2 separate regions of the Sus scrofa genome follow, and region 2 is linked to region 1. A link is a contact called in public Hi-C data. All regions are on one chromosome and are shown on one strand. Each heading gives the region's core, a stretch centred on a gene start, on an enhancer-like site or on the middle of the called end of the contact. The rest is flanking DNA. Distances are from core to core; before and after follow the strand shown. Region 1 has its middle 48 kb from the start of NOD1. Region 2 holds the start of FKBP14 (FK506 binding protein 14).

Evidence for each region. Hi-C and Micro-C count contacts between places; a contact is called where the count stands out from the background.
Region 2: a Hi-C map of retroperitoneal adipose tissue shows a contact between it and region 1, with 2.1 times the contacts expected there. The contact joins the promoter of FKBP14 here to the enhancer-like site in region 1. A contact is called at or near these places in 1 of 5 promoter capture datasets (fetal liver), 3 of 47 Hi-C or Micro-C datasets (embryonic fibroblasts, retroperitoneal adipose tissue and subcutaneous adipose tissue) and 1 of 2 datasets of contacts at active chromatin or transcription factors (alveolar macrophages).

Annotation. Positions count from the first base shown.
Region 1 is chr18:42,510,624-42,514,882 of Sscrofa11.1, reverse strand. No RefSeq gene overlaps it. Among named protein-coding and RNA genes, the nearest start is that of NOD1, 48 kb to the right of the region's middle. Within about 2 kb of position 2,247, at least 5 of the 83 cell types and tissues checked have an H3K27ac peak or open chromatin away from gene starts, as enhancers often do. A contact at or near this core is called in alveolar macrophages and retroperitoneal adipose tissue, where this site is marked.
Region 2 is chr18:42,901,002-42,905,260 of Sscrofa11.1, reverse strand. It overlaps FKBP14 (FK506 binding protein 14), which reads right to left and starts at 2,161. Exons shown (of 4, transcript NM_001244527.1): 1 at 1,792-2,161. The coding sequence starts at 1,988. It overlaps PLEKHA8 (pleckstrin homology domain-containing family A member 8), which reads left to right and starts at 4,058. Exons shown (of 14, transcript XM_005673281.2): 1 at 4,058-4,259.

The DNA.
Region 1 (4,259 bases), core at 998-3,497:
GTTCTCTTCTTCTGAGCCACCATGGGAACTCTCAGGGAGCACTATTATTATGGATGAAATAATAAGAAAAGATAAGTCATTTGTCCAAGATCACACGGGTTCTGGTGGCACTGGAATTTGAATCCAGATCCTCGGTACCCGCAGGCTTTGCTGTAGCACTGTGGTTATATATGCCTTGGGGACCACTCTTGCTACTTTCCAAATGTCTTTGAAATCACGGATGAGTGAGCTCATGATGAAATTGCTTTTAACACTCTGTACTTTGGATTTTTATGTAAGTAGAACACTGGGTCTGTCATCAGACCCCCTGCGCAGCCGAGGCCTTCAGGCTGCTTGCATAATGGACTAATTGCTGGATACACACTGCCCTCTTGTGATGAAAATAATCCCAGTTCGACCTTCTCCGCCTCTTTGGACTGCACCTACTTCCTCGGGTCCAGTCCCAAGGTTGGGGGGTGAAGCCTGTGTGCTCTGAAGGGTCAGACTCTTGTGTCACCCAGCATCCTCCAGGGTGTTCCTGGCCCTGTGACTCAGTCAGTGAGGCTTGTGAACATGAGCCAAGGTCCTGTAACTTTTAGCACCACGGATAAAGGAAAAAAGACCAGGCTTCCCAAACAAAGGGACACTAAAGGGACCCCAGCTGTGTCCTTGGGGGAAGAGTTCATTTTGTTTAACTTGCCCTAGTGGATTGGAATCAAGTTGAATAGGCTTGGCAGGAAAAAAAAAAAAAAGGTCAGTTGGAGAATGAACTGGAGGTCACAAACCATCAGAACAGAGGGTCAGGCCAGCCACAAGGCCTGTGTTCTAGTTCTTATTCAATTGACGATGATGCGTATGACCTTGGGCAAGTCGTTTCCTCCCCAGTGTCACTGTCCCCACTGGCAGAACAGGGGAGGTGAAGTGAGCTCAAAAATTGTGGATATTATCAGGTCCAACCATCTACATTTGCCAAAAATCCCTTTCCTAAAGGGGTTTTGCTCCTTCCCTATTTTTATGCACAACCTCAGTAGTAAGACAAGCTGCATATCCTATCTGCCCAAATGCTCAGTTTCCTCACTCAGGAAGTAACCCCTACTTCATAGGGTAGTTGGGGGACGAATTAGTTTCCATTTGACCCAGTGCTCACGGGTCCAGTCAGACTGACTTGTTCAGGCAAAGTGGAGATACATGCACACATAGAAGTATTTAAGATCAAGGAAAACTGATTTTGAAGATGCACCTATCCAGTCGCACATGGTCATCGTGCACGATGCTGCTTGAAAACAGCTGCCGATTTATGGGTTACTCATTCTTCCCAGCAGCTGTGGTTGTTTCCAGTGCCCATGTGTGGCTGTAACACATCTGCATGTGCGGGCAGTGCCTGGACTGTCCAGGGTGAGAGTCCAGGGCAGGGAGTCTCATCCCCTTTCAAAGGAGACATGACATTGGTCTCCAACTTCCACCTACTTCTAAGCCACTTCTGAGGCTCCTAAACTGGATGGGTTCACATAGATTGAGAAAGAAAGAAAAATTCACTTGACTTGCCAATCTCACTCCAAAGGAATCATCCTAAAGACATTTTTACTTCCATAGACTTGTCTCTAATAATCACCACGACCACCACAGCCAATCTGGAAACCAGAATGTCTGGCTCTTGGAACATAACTAAGCAAATGATCAAATAGAATACAGATGATAGATTATAATGTGGGAAAATATTTGAAAGAAACGGCAAACGTACACTGTGTTTATAACTATGTGAAAAGATGTCTCAGGAGTTCCCGTCATGGCGCAGGGGAAATGAATCCGACTAGGAACCATGAGGTTGCAGGTTCGATCCCTGGCCTCACTCAGTGGGTTAAGGATCTGGTGTTGCTGTGAGCTGTGGTGTAGGTCATAGACATGGCTCGGATCTGGCGTTGCTGTGGCTGTGGTGTAGGCTGGCAGCTACAGCTCCAATTAGACCCCTAGCCTGGGAATCTCCTATATGCCGCAGATGCGACCCTGTAAAGACACAAAGACAAAAGACCAAAAAAAAAAAAAAAGTCTCAAAATGGTCAGCCTTAAAAAAGGAAATTCTGACATGGACAAACCTTAAGGATATTATGGTAAATGAAATAAGCCAGGCTCAAAAAGACAAATACTGTATGGCTCTACTCGTATGAGGGACCTAGAATAGTCAAAATCAGAGGCAGAAAGTAGGTAGTTTCCAGGGGCTCAGGGGAAGGGAAAATGGGGAACTATTACTCACAGAGTATAGAGTTTTGGTTTGACAGGAAGACTAATTCTGGAAGTGGGTGTTGGTGATGGTTACACAACATATGGTCGTGTTTATACCACTGAACTGTCCCCTTAAACATTAGGGTGGTAAATTGTGTATTTTACAATAAAAAGTCTCAAAGTAGGCAAAACATGGGAAGATGACATGCAGAAATTAAAGTAGCTGTGTTAGCTTTGGGTCATAAGCATTATTTAAAATGGTCTCTAATATGGATACTGCTTTGATAGCAAAAGCAAAATACGATGACAGAGACAAAGGGAAAAAAAGCTGGAGGTATTTTGATATGTTATTTGCTCATAAAAGCACCCGAGGAGTTGTGGGAAAAATCAGAAACGGAACACCCTTGAACTTATTTTGTAACTTATTTTTATTTCAAATCTTTTAAAAAATATTACAGAACACTGGGGACCTATAAACTTCTCAGGGGTTTGTGCTTCTAAAAGTTTTCAGCTGGTCTTGGGTGCAGTTACCTTAGGTTGACGGCTGTGAGCATCAGGCTGGGAAGGGACCCCCCCCTCAACTTCTCCCCCCCACCCCCACCCCCGCCCCCCGTGTGGTAACCTGAGCTTTGGTTTCCTTACCAGCTAATTCCATTTTCATTAAAATTCCTGTCTAGGAGCCTGGGATAATGGTCACCGTTTTGCCTTTCAGCTCCAGAGCAAGGGTTTGGTTTGGTTGTTTTCCTGTAAATGAGCAATTAGTTACTGGAAGCAGACGTGTGTCACACCTGGAAAAGGACCAACACCGCGGAGCCAAATGCGCCTTCTGAGCTGGGGACCTGAAAGGGACACCTGTCAGAAGCTGGAGGGCCCGGCTCTGGGCCGTGGTGCCAGCGTCCTCTCTGTTCTTACTGTGAAGATAGGAAGGCACCTCCCTCGATCCAGTGAGTGACACTTCGATGGTGGGGCCCTTCGGCAGGAATGGTGACAACTAACAGCTATGCTTTTCCCTGAGGAAGCTAGGGTAGTGCAGGAGGCTTGATGCTGAATGTTTTTAGACCTGAGCTTTGAGAACTTTCAGTCCGTCCCATCTTTGACCTTTTTGGGAAGTTCTCTAAGTCTCAGAGTGAGAAGAGGACACCTGCGGGTGAGAAATGGTTTTATGCCATCACATCACATGTGGGGCATCAACCCTGCGCCAGGCACTGTGCTAACCGCTTTCCATGTATCGGCTCATTTAATCCTCACAACAGCCCCACGAGCCGGTACTCTGGGATCCCCACTTCTCAGGACGTGGCCCAAAGCCCCACAGTGACTTGACACCGCTCCTAAGTTCCCAGTCAGCATGGACGTGCCATAAATGTAGGTCTGAAAAATGGGAGCTGTAATTTCTGTCCTCAAATCAACCCATGTGTCCCGTGGAAAGAAACAGTCATGTCCCAAGTTCACGAAATTCCTTCGTAGCCCCTCCCCCAATTTTCAACTCTTTTCCTTGATTTGGAAAAGCCTCCACTTCTCTGCACAGGAGCTCACCTCTGGGTACTGGAGAAACTTTCCAGCAAATTAGGAGGCTGGTTGCACTTTTATAAGAAAAACAGAACATCTATCATTTACCATCTAGATGATCAACGTACTTCCAAGTCAGAATTTAGGTCAACACCATACAAATCCAACTTCCCTTAGAGGCAGCAGTTTTGACAGTCTCTAAAAGCAGTAATATTTGGCACTTTCTGGGTACATTTTAGGCTTAAAAGTTGAGCGTTCGCACTTTAATAAAATATGAAGGCGTCCGCTGAGGAGTGTGGTTCTCTCGGCAAGTCTGAAGTCTGTTCTAAGCCCCTTGACCTTGAACTTCCCAACGCTCTTTCCTTTGTCCTTTCTGGTTGTGTCTGCGGCCCAGAGAGTTGCTGCTGTTGGGGGTGACAAGTAGGCAAATACTCAAATGGGGGGATAGGAACCCCCAAAGCAGTGCTTTAGGGGAACCGTCCCCTGAGGCTGAGTGACTGTGTGGGATTTTCCCCATTGCCTTCAGGGCTAACCTCCTGCACTGCTCCCTTCCT
Region 2 (4,259 bases), core at 912-3,411, 390 kb before region 1:
TAGCAGTACTGGCCATTTACATGGAGGCTGCCTGACAATATTCCTGTCTTCAGGTACTAGAACTTTAGTAGCAGAGTGCTAATTAATATCCCGATGTTCCCACCGAAATCCACACAGGCTTTTGGTTCTGAGACCTGAAATAGATCAGCCTGGATCTAAAAGAGATCATACCAAAAATTAAAATGTAAAGGAAAGTTTCGGAAGGCAAATCATAATATCATTTAATGTCCACTGTGGCTCTGGCCTTGTTGACAAAAAGATAAGACTGTTGAGAAGTCTATGGCAAGCCGGCATCTTGGAACTTTTTGCCATTGACTTTAAAATGTCATGACAGATCAGATCTGAATGCCCAGTAATGGCAGTTGATCAGAAGATGAGGTCGAGGGAGTGCCTGTTGTGGTTGAGTGGCTCATGAACCCAACTAATATCCATGAGGATGCAGGTTTGATTCCTGGCCTTGCTCAGTAGGTTAAGGATTCAGTGTTGCCATGAGATGTACATCGCGGACACAACTTGGATCCCATGTTGCCGTGGCTGTGGTGTAGGCTGGCAGCTGTAGCTCCAATTCGACCCCAGCCCAGGAACTTCCATATGCGACGGGTGCAGCCCTAAAAAGAGAAAAGAAAAGAAAATGAGGTCTAGGATGGGCCATGAAGCTTTGCTGCTTTAGTTCAGGCTGCTCTTTCCACCTGGTGTCCTTCCTTCCTCATTCTCTACCTGGGAAACCTCCAGCCACCCATCTTTCAAGACCCACCTCAATTATGATCTCTCAGAAGGTGTTCTTTCCCCATCTCTCAGAGCATGATAAATTCCAGAGTCCGTGCTTCGTGAGCACTTTGAACATTCTGAACTTTACAGCTGTCTTCCTCCCCCCTGTACTCAGTGTCCTGCTAGAGGACAAGAACCCAGTCTTAGTCATCTCCGCATCCTCAGGGCCTGCCTTGGGGCTGCTCAGTAAAGATTTGATAGATGGAGATGAATGAATGGTGAGGACAGAGAGAAGCCAGATGTTTTAAATCCACCTAGGGTCAAGCACAGGGCCTAACATAAAGAAATGTTCAATGAATACTTTAGGGATGGAATCCGAGAATCAAGGCCTGATGGGAAATCATTACACTTACAAAACTTTTCCCTGTTGCAATTTCTTTCTTTATAAAACAGAAATAAGGACAGTGTAACCATCTGAAAATCTTTCACTGTAGGTATTGGATTAATCTTCCATAACCACACCCACACCCATCAATGAGGTCTTTGAATTTCTAGAAAGAAACAATGAAACAAATAATGTCCCTGTGCCTTGACCAAAATGTCACCAGGCCAAAAGTTAAATAGGTCAGTGGACTACTGTTAACATATCCTACCACAAGCAAATAAATAATTGTGTATTCTGCTCATGAAAGGGCTATGAAAAGTTTAATTTCACCTTTACCAAAGAAAAATGGAATTGAGTTATTTTCCCTCAGGAACAAGAGAAATGAGAATGCCTTTATGTCTTTTCCACTTATTGCCTATTTATACACCTAGATATTTCTACAGGATTTCAGAGATTCTAGCTCTAATTTTTACAATAAAAAAATTTATCGTTTTATCCTGACCACGTTTCCAGTAAGACCTTCAAAGGCCTTGTTATATAAGATTGACTTTAACCAATTCCTTTCCCCAAAGAGAGAAATTCGATATTTTAGTTTTTTAAAAGGGAGATAACGCTGGTACACGCTACTGTTCCTGCCCAAGAGCTGGCCTAAGTGGGTGGGTTCTTTACTTCTTTACCTGCAGGGTATAATTACTTACGTGGAGTGAAATAAGGAGCCGTCCTTTTCTAAGTAGCCTTCATAGTGGACCAGCATCAAATCCCCCCCTTTGGTCTTGCGATGGCAGATGAATGGCTTCTGGAGCACTTCAATCTTCACTTCTGGTTCAGGGATCAGAGCCCCGCTCGAAGAAGTGACTAACAGCGTCAGGACCGCGTTCCACAAGAAAAGCCTCATGTTGCCAGAGCAGGAAAGAAGTTCCTAGAAAAACAGAGAAAGGGCCCCCGACCTCATAGAGTTAAAAATGTAGTTGAAAGCTTAGGACAACAGCCTCTGGCAAGTTCATAACTCTCCCTCCCAGTAGACGTGGCACATTCACTACGGACAACTTTCCCGTGCAACTTCGAACTGGTTTCTAAAGAGTTAAACCCAAGCCCGGGCCTGACTGGCTCCAACCACGCGGACGCCTGGGCAGGGCGGCCTCTTATTGGCTAGTGGAGCTGTCTCTCGGGCGACTCTCGAACCAATGACTCTACAACCATGTAATTTACCACCCGGTAGCCCAGGGGAGAACCACCCGGAGTGGTCCCGGAGCCCGACAGACTACAGAATTCCTCTACCTGGCACTTTAAGAAAGGGGTGGGGCGCGGAGCTCACCGGAAACTTCTCAGGCAAAGTCACGGCTGCGGAGAACCTGGCTTCAGTGAGAAGTCGTGGACCCAGGTGAAACAGCAGAGGTTTAAGGAAAGACTCCTTTGCTCTCATAGTTGGTGCGGTCCCCCTCCCCCATAGTAATTGCTTATTATTTAATTTACGGTGCAATCGATAAAGACTTTAGCAGTGCTTTTGGTTTCACAAAGTGCATTCCTGTGTTTGACGCTCACTACCCTGCGGGTAAGGCAGATTCTTTTATTCCATTTAAAAGATGAGCATATATAGGCTAGGAGAGGTTGTGTCCTGCTTAAGGTTGTTGAGCGTCAAAAGCCGTTGAGCTCCGCCGTCAAACCAGGTATTGTGATGTATTGTGCATCACTGCATTATGTTACGGCTGCTAATAATTTATCATCTAAATGACCTTAGTGTAGAGAGTCAATAATAGCCTCTATCAAGAATAAGTGCAGACCATAGTTCCCGTTGTTGCTCAGCTAACTCGACATTATATCTGAGAGGATGCGGGTTGGGTCCCTGGCCACGCTCAGTAGGTTAAGGATCCAGCACTGCCACAAGCTGTGACATGGGTTGCAGATGCAGCTGGGATCTGGCGTTTCTGTGGCTGTGGCCAGGGAGCTTCCATATGCTGCAGGTGCGGCTCTAAAAAGAAAAACAAAACTCGAGAGAGAGTGCAGATCTCGGCCTTAAAGAAATAGTAATCACATTTACGAGTTACACAAGCTCAACTTAGTTTAAAATTTTTAGTTTTACATTGTTCTCATAATTTCAAAAGCAATACGTGTACATTGTAGTCGAGTTGGAAGAAACTGGAAAGCACTAGAATTCCCAGTTAAAAAACAGGAGCCACATTAAATTTGAATTCCAGATAAACGAGTTGATTGTTCTTTGTTTTTATTTGCTAAATCTGGCAGACTTTCACTAAAGAAAAAGAAAGAAAAAAGATTTCCTATGATACCACCATCCAGATATAATCCTCTGAACACCTTGTTGTATGCTTTTGTGACACATGCCTAAAACAATTAGGATCCTATTGTACACTGTTTCATAACCTGCTTTTCCACTGAGTCTACAGTTAACATTTTCCCTAGTCAAATATCCTTAGCACAGTGCTTTCTCACACTTTAATACGCATAGGAATCCCCTGGGAGTTCCTGGACCCATTCAAGAGTTCAATTCAGCAGTTTCTGGGCTTGGAGCGATATCCTGCAATTCCGGCAATCTCCTAGGTGAGGTCAATGCTGCAGTCGGTGGACCACACTTTCTGTAGCGGGGCCTTAGAGTTTAGAAAACGTCTGCTAACACTGCCACACACAACATTCATTCACCTCCTTCTGCCCTAATGGGCACCTCAATAGCCTTGAAGTGTGTGAGATCAATTAGCTTTGAAAAAAAGAATTAGACCTTGAGGACTAGAATCCAGGGAGCAGCCTAAGGGGTCCCGGTGATCCCAAACGTTAAGAGGTAGGTAGGATCCATCTACAGCACATTAACTTGGGACTTGCCCCAGTGGCCTCCCTCCTCTGTTCTCACCCTTTCCATAGTCCCTAGCCTGCGGGACTCCTTTTCCCCGCCGGCCTCTGCGGCTACGTCAGCGCGGCCGCCGCGGTTGCCGCTAAAGCCCGGAGTGGATTTTGGGAACGTGCGCGCAGGCGATGCACGGGGCATGCGCGAGCGGGCTCCGGGCCGGGTGGGTAGAGGCTTCAGGTGGCGCGCGGTGGCGCCGCCCGCGACCCGCCGCCCCGCTTGCGGCCCTGTGGTGGCCGCAGCCGCCCCTCGGCCTCACCCAGTGCTTTGGCCTCCTTGTGGACAGCGCGCCGGCCCCGCGGTGCGGGGCCA